Regions from separate parts of the Mus musculus genome. Here region 1 is linked to region 2. A link is a contact called in public promoter capture Hi-C data. All regions are on one chromosome and are shown on one strand. The core of a region is the stretch at or near the end of the contact, and the rest is flanking DNA. Distances in the headings are between cores, read along the strand shown.

Evidence for each region. Promoter capture Hi-C pulls out the DNA fragments that hold promoters and counts their contacts.
Region 1: a promoter capture Hi-C map of erythroid cells shows a contact between it and region 2, with 7 times the contacts expected there. The contact joins the promoter of Hp1bp3 here to the promoter of Rpl11 in region 2.

Annotation. Positions count from the first base shown.
Region 1 is chr4:138,214,803-138,218,902 of GRCm38.p6, forward strand. Hp1bp3 (heterochromatin protein 1, binding protein 3) reads left to right here and starts at 1,810. Exons shown (of 13, transcript NM_010470.3): 1 at 1,810-1,938.
Region 2 is chr4:136,051,149-136,055,023 of GRCm38.p6, forward strand. It overlaps Rpl11 (ribosomal protein L11), which reads right to left and starts at 2,245. Exons shown (of 6, transcript NM_025919.3): 1 at 2,200-2,245; 2 at 1,419-1,569; 3 at 466-572; 4 at 23-154. The coding sequence starts at 2,205.

The DNA of each region.
Region 1 (4,100 bases), core at 560-3,059, 2.2 Mb after region 2:
TAAGCTCCAGGCCAGGCAATGTTGTATTTTATAAAAATAGAGAAACCAGGGATATGTTTGATAGAGGCCAGGTATAATGTGAGATAAGGGGGTGTCTCTGTGGGCCCATGCTGAGGCATCCCTTCCCCCTGAGAGACCAGCCATAGATGGATGTAGTGTATAGAATAGGGTTTATTCAGGGCATGGGGAGGGGAGTTGGAAGGCAGAGAAAGAGGGGGGGGCAGGTTATGACCATGTGGAGAGGGAGGGGCAAGGGGTGAGAGGTCAGAGCAAGAGCAAGAGATCGAGGAGGGGGCAAAGAAGCGCCTTTTTTAGTGAGTTAGACACACCTGGCTATTGCCAGGTAACTGTGGGACATAGCCTAGATGAAATGTCAACAGGCAAAACTACATAGAGAGATCCTGTCTCAAACAAGGACACACACCAAATGTAGCAAGTTCCCAATTATGCCAATACATAAAAGTGGGATGGGGACAGGTGTCTCCGTGGCTGAGGTCCCTTGCTCTTGTAGAGGATCTCGGTTTGGTTCCCAGCACCCACATCAGACAGCTTACAACCTACTAACTCAATTCCCAGGAGTGCAGACAATCCTTAGACATCTGCACACACCCGGAACACATACAAACAGGTACACACACATATAAAAAATTAAAAGATGGTTTTAAAACAGAATTCTTCAAAAAGACCAAAATCCCTTTTTAATATTTAATTTTTTTTTCATATGACATACTTGATCAGGTCCCCTCCTCTCCAAATCCTCTCAGATCCTCCCCATAAATCCCTTTGAAGAGATTGCCCATGATCCCAGTGTTCAGGGGAATGGGTGATGTCACTAGTACAGACGCTCACCAGGGAGGAATTTTTGGTGGGGTGATTTATTTAATCTTCTTAGAACCCTTGGAGTTTCAGCCACTCTGGCAGGTGGAGAGGACTGAAAGTGTGTCTAATTGGTTTCCGTAATAAGCGCTTTGATTGACCTGCAGTTGCGGTGCCATGCATGTACCAGGCCGATACCCACAAGACTCCGGCTACTTGAGGTACATTGAATTTTTCCAAAGTGGCTTTGAAGAACTACACCTGCAATCCTTCATTTCCTTTTCCTTCTTTACACAGGCTCTCGTGCATTCCAAGCTGGCCTCAGGTTGGTTACCTACCCAAAATGGCCTTGAAATTTCGATCCTCTTGATGCCACCTATTGAGTCTGCGTCATCACACTGGGCTCTAGGTGCTGGCGATGGCACCCAGGGCTTTCTTCAGACTAGACACATACTAACAACTAAACTACTTCTTCAGCCCCAAGAACTACAATTTTCAAAGGCGGTGGTGTGCACATTACATGAATAGGCAGATCTCAACGTAAAGTGCCAAATAAAAGGCGACTCCCTTCTAATTCCGTGGTTTCTTTTGGGTGCTGGGGGTGGGGAAGCTGTCTGTGCATGCAAATCAAGAAGCTGGGGGCAGCCCGGCTCACGCATCTTCCAGGCCGTGTATGACCAGTCCTTGCTCACTACACTGCCAATTCCCTGTGGACTCAGGAAGTGGCTGTTGTTGTCTAGCACCGTCTTCCAGGGCTAAAGGGAGGCTGGAACCCCAAACCCGAAGGACTCGGGGTCGGAGACAGAGACTGCGCCGAGCACGCAGGACGCAGCCAGGAAGCTAGCGCTCCCAGCCACGCTCTGCCTCCCGTCGTCCGCCGTTCCCCCCCACCTCCCCCACGAGCGCCCTGTCGCGCCCCTGCGCGCCCGCCCGGGGACCCACTTGGCGGGCGCGCGCGGGGGCGGGGCCGGCGCGGGGGCGCGCGCGTGAGGCCGCGGGCAGGGGGGCGGGGCGGCAGAGCTCGGTGCCCGGCCTGGAGGACAGCGGTGTCGCGAGTCGGCGATCGGTGGTCCGCGGCAACGCCGAGAGGCCGTACGGGAACGCGGGCGCCGGAGCTCAGAGGTAACGCGGGATGGACCCGGACCCGGCGCGCAGGGAGTGGGCGCGAGCTCCGTGCGCGAGTGAGTAGCGGAGGGCCACCGGCCTGGGCGCTGACGCCGCTGCCCGGGCGCAAGAGGCGGGACGCGGGCACCGAAGGCCGGCGGCTTTTGTCCGTCCGCCGCGGCCGCTGCGCCCTCTCGCGTCGCGCCCGCCACCCGGCCCCTGCCCCTGGCGCGCGGGCCACTCGGGCCCCGCGGCGCGCGCTCCCGCCCTTGTTTTGTTTGGACTTGGGGAGGAGGGGCAGCTCTTCTCGGGTCGGGCCCACCCCCCCTCCGTGCTTGTCTCAGTGCGCATGCTCCGGCGTGCGCCGCGGAGCCCTATTGGCTGCGGGCTTGCGCATGCTCCGAGGCCTGTGGCCCGACTTCCGCCGCGCCCTCCTCCCCTCGGCCTACTGTCAACTTGTCTTCAAGCCCGGTTCGAAAGATGCCGGCACTAGTGAGTGGCTGCGGCGGGCCCGCCCTCCCGGCTTCTCCGCCCCCGCCGCCGCCGTGGCCGCCATTACGGAGTCCCCAGTGGTGAGTGTGCAGAGCTGAGGCCACGCCGGTCGCCGCTGGTCGCCGCCGGGTCCCCGCAGCCAGGAGCGCGGCGTGGTCTCTGCGCGGTACCTCCGCCGCCGCCCTCAGCAGTCCCGCGCCCATCTTACTCCCCACTCCCGCTAGCCCTGCGCTGTCACCGCCACGGCTCTCTGTCGCGCAGCCGCTCGCTCCCGCCTTTGTCTTCGCTGCTCCTCCGGGCGATGCTCAGCCTCTGGGCGCTGTCGCTTCGCTGCTGTCGCCGCCGCCGCTACCCCGACGGCCTTGCGCTTCTGTGTCCCCCGCGAGCCTACACCTCCCCCGGCCTCCGCCGCGCTCCCCAGGCCGGCGCAGGATTGTCAGTGGCAGCCGTCTTAAGCCTAGGCCCGAGTCGATCCAGACTTAAGCAGGCAGTTTTCCTTAACGCCCTTGAGCTAAACCCTCCTTCACAGCCAGAAGTGCTCATGACTTCTCCCCCAGGCTGCTTTACTGCCCTTCTCCGACTGCCCGTTGCTTTGGAGAACGAGTCTTATTAGACCTGGACCTCATACGCAAGCATCTTAGACGTGAAATGTGTCTAGAGAGTCATTCTGCATTTGATCTTAGCCAGAAGGGCCTAGAAGCTATTAGGAAATCGTTTGAAGTTTTTAATTTTTATTTTATCTTCAATTTTATCTTCAGCATAGGCCATATAAGGCTGCCACGAGCTTTCAGTTTCAGAGTGATTTGTTCAAAGCTGCTCTCAAATTTTGTTTTTGAGGTGGTCTCCCTAATGCTTCCTTGGGACTCTGTGCTCCTCCTGCCTCAGCCTCCTGTGTGTGAGTGCAGGGGGTGCTACTGTGAACTGACACCGGAGAGTACACATGTAGTAGGGTTAAGATTGAGGTTCTTAGCCCTAGCTTTCATACTTACTTAGGAGGTGGACCCCTGGACGCTGACTAGGAAGTTACTGAGGCCTGTGCAGATGCAAGTCTAAACTGGAGCCCTGTGGAGCTGTGTGTTTGATCGGCCTCTATCCCTGGCCGTGATAGATATCACTACATGCTACTTAATGAAATGGGAAAGTCGCTAGCAATCACGATGTTTTATCTGAGTGAGGAAAAGCCTGGGAGCTGTGTGAGGGATTTACTGGTCTGTTAGTGACATTAGAAAGGATGCATATTACATGGAGTTTATGGTGACACTCTTGCTAAAAATGCTGACGCAGTAATTTGAAATACATGCCGTAGCCCCAGACCGGCTGCCTTTTCTAATGGCATAAACTACCACCATGGAATTGGGCTTTCTACTTCTGCAAGTTTTTACTGCCTGTATTAAAACAATTTAGGCATCTCCTTTGTCAAAAGTAAGTCATGTTACTATTTACGCATTCAATAAAAAGAACCCAAAATTTGTGGCCACAGGAGAACTTGATAAACCCTAAGTGGAAATATAGTTTGGTTTCCACACCATATGAAGCCAGGTTAAAGAACCATTTTCATTCTTTAGCAAATATTTGTTGAACTCTCATTCTGACCCTGTTATCTTTTAGGCACCCAGTTTTGTATCTGTGACTCAGTAGAAAAAAATGACCTATCCACTTCCAGAGTGGTGTGCAGCTGTAATGCCAGC
Region 2 (3,875 bases), core at 995-3,494:
TGGGACTGAGAAGTCCACATACCACATAGAAGTCCAGGCCGTAGATCCCAATGCTTGGGTCGTATTTGATGCCCAGGTCAATGTGTTCTTGAATTCCAAAACCAAAGTTTCCAGTATCCGAGAAGTTATTTTTCCGCAACTCATACTCCCGCACCTGAATGGACACAGAAGTGACCATGCTATCCATCATGTTCAAGTAGCCCAACATGAGCTCAGATCAACACCCAGTAGGCCCAGAGCAAAACCAAAACTCTGTGAGTCCTAGCTAGGAGCACAGGTATCCCTCCCCTAACCAAGTCATGCCCCAGCTACAAATGCCATCAAACGATCCCCACTTCCAAAGAGCAGAGAAAATCCCAAGGACAGAAATCCAGGAACAGTCATCTCTGAAACGCCAAGGCACTGTATGTGTGTATATATAGCCCATCTCTGACAATGCAGCAGCCTCCACCCCACCAGCCTCACCTTCAGGCCTTTCTCCAGAATTTCCTCTGCCTTGGCTCCGCGGACTGTGCAGTGAACAGCAATCTTCTCATTTCTCCGGATGCCAAAGGACCTGACAGTGTATCTAGCTGCAGGACGGGGACACAAGAGGCAGGTAATGTCTTATTTCCATTGCACGGCATCTAGCGTGTCAGTCAACATCGTCCACAACACAGAAAACAGAGCTTTCCATCTCTAATTTACCCAGCCATACTAAGAACCTCAAACAGCATGGCCATAGTAACAGACACAGGTTAGCAAGACTGTTACATTCCTTGAGAGAGAAAAATCTCAAATGTAGCCCAGGCTGGCCTTGAACTGGCAGCAATCCTCCTGCTTCAGCCTGGGTAATGGGGTTACAGTTGTGGGCTATCAGGCCCAACCAATGATTATGCTCTAATTGGGAGACTAAAACTGACAAAAGCCAGTGTTTTCAAAATGCTGACTGTGGTCCTAAGAAACAGTATCCAAACCCAATCACAGACCACCCACAACCACACTAGCAACAGACTCCATGTTTCTAGCAAGGTAACTCCTGTCATGTGGCCAAACAAGGGAATCACAATTCATTTTAAGTGAGTTGAGGCAGAGCCAGAAGTTAAGAAGCACTGGTGGGGGGGTGTTGGAAAGATGGCTCAGAGGTTTAACAGGTTCTGAGGACCTACACGGTTGTTCACAACCAACAGAAACGGGATCTGATTCCCTCTTCTGTCATGTGGGCATGCATGCAAACAGAGTACCCATGCACACACACACAAATACAAATAAAAGCATGGATAGGACCTCATGCCAACAGTGTACGGTATTAACCCTGTTCTTAGCTGTCAACCAGGCCCACGACAGCTCACGTTATAAGTCCATTTGCACCCGTGCTCCGGTCAGATGAAGCAAGCTTTCCAGATCCACTCCTCTCTGGTCAGCCCACCGCCACTCACCTTTGGAGAACACCGGGGTCTGGCCTGTGAGCTGCTCCAACACCTTGGCTGCCCGGGTCAGTCTGTCTCCGCTCTCCCCGACGCAGATATTGAGGCAGAGCTTGCGGATGCGCAGTTCCCGCATGGGGTTCTCCTTTTCCCCTTGATCTTGCTGCGAAGAGGGACACAGCCATCAACACCCTCCCGCCCCGTCAGAGACGAGAAACAGCCAAGGTCTTCTCCGCTCTGACTTCTATCGTCCCGGATCCCGCCTAAGCCCTCGGGACCACCAAGGTCTCCGCGTTTGGAAGAGAACGAACACAGAGAGAGAGCCTGAATCCCAAGCGGATCCACGAGTAGGGAACAGACACTAGAGATCGTAGAAAGTATACAATGTAACCCTAATCAAAACTACAGGAAGTACCGGCCTCTGCGCCATGCCGTCCCCCTTCCCAAGCTAGCACGGGTCCTGCGAGTAGGACTCGCAGAAACTCCCCAGCACCACACAAGCTGCAAGTGTCCCCTTGGCCCCGCCGTGGACCTCCGCACGTCGCGCTCGCACTTCCGGCAGCCCCCAGACACTGCGTCTGGGCCCTCGGGGCTGCAGACCTGAGCCCCATTCTTAGGATGGGCGGCGATGCGGCGGGGGTGCCCCACGGCCGCCCAGTCCCGCCGGGCTTAATGCCAACAGCCTCGCGGGCTCCGTCCTCCTCCGGCCACCCGCGAGACAGCCGCCCTGGGCTCCGCCGACTGCGGATGGAGACGGATGAAAGCGAGGCAAAGCCAACTCTCGCCTACTCACCGCCATGGTGGAGAACAGGAAGAGAGAGGGAGACTTCCGGCCCCGTGGCCTTATGGGTCAGGAGGCGGGCTTTTCTTCTAGGCAGACAAACGAGGGGAGAGGGGGAAAGAGAGGCATAGCTGTCGTGGCGCTGCCACCTCTAGTGGACTGTCCTCGAAACTGCAGTCATCTTGGGCAAAAGACTAGGTCGTGGGTTGTCCGATGCTGGTATGTTCTTGAGTCCATGACTCCAAGAACAGTCTCAGAACCTGGTGGTTCTTGAGTGATGTCACTGCCCAAAGTCCATTAAATCAGTTGAGCAAAGGGCTAGAGAGAAGGCTTTACAGTTAAGAACAAAATTCCCGGCATGAACACGGTATTTCAAAACTGGTTGTGCCTCCAGTTCCAGGGAGACAGATCCCTCTTCTGGCATCTACAGGCATCAGGCCATGTGTGCATACAGGCAAAACACCCATATAAATAAAATAATTTTTATAAATAAATAAGCTGAGACGCCAGGCAGTGGTGGCGCACGCCTTCAATCCCAGCACTTGGGAGGCAGAGGCAGGTGGATTTCTGAATTCTGGTCTACAGAGTGAGTTCCAGGACAGCCAAGGTTAGACTGAGAAACCCTGTCTCGAAAAACAAAAACAAAAACAAAAACAAAAAAATCAGCTGAGGCTGGAGAGACAGCGCAGTAGTTAAGAGCACTTGACAGCTCTTCCCAAGGTCCTGAGTTCAATTATCAACAACCACATGGTAGCTCACAGACATCTGTAATGGGATCTGATGCCCTCTTCTGGTATGCAGGTGTACATGCAGATAGAGTACTCATACATAAAATAAGTGCGAAGATAAAAAGAAACCATACAGATTCTAGACCCTTTACTTTGTAACTATGTTAACAAGTATACAAATCAGAGTAGTGGCTTAAATCAGCTGTTCCAGTCTGATGCCCTTGTCTTCCTTCTGAGGACCCCAGGCACACACTTACAAGGACATATGTGCAGGAAAAACTTAAATACAGATAAACTAATAAATAAAAAGTAAATTTTGAAAATAAGAGTCCTGAGCTGTGAATACAGGCAGGTGTGGGTTTGATCCAACTAGCTAGTTACTAATTAAAATTACTTCTGTCTGTTTTCCCCTTGTGTAAAACAGCTACTTCTGTGTCATGGGTTACTGTGTAATTCAGTGAAGTATGTAAGTTGTTACTTTTATAATTAAGTCAAGCCTACAACATCCAAGCAACACCCACCTTCCAAAAGAAGTATTAGACATGGTAGCTAAAAAGAAAAAGGACATCAGAGGTGAGAGAGAGAGAGAGAGAGAGAGAGAGAGAGAGAGAGAGATCTGACAATGGCTTACAGATGCTTCTGAGAAGAGATCATCAGTTACAGACTATAGGACACGCCCCCTTCCAGGGTTACATTGAATCCTCAGAAGCTGAACTCAAGGATGAGGACCACCAAGATCCACATCCCAGGCAGATGCTGGCCTTCCTTGAGTCAGTCAGTTTCTCTAACATGAATGCATGGGCAAAGAAGAACACAGACGCCTTCGGTAGAAAAAGGGCCTGCCCTCTCCTTCCTGCTGCCCCCAGTACCCTTCTCTAACCCACACAGGGAGGCCAGAAGCCCCCCAGCATTTCCAACCTTTCAAACCTACACATAATGAGAATTTCAGTTTGTTTGTTT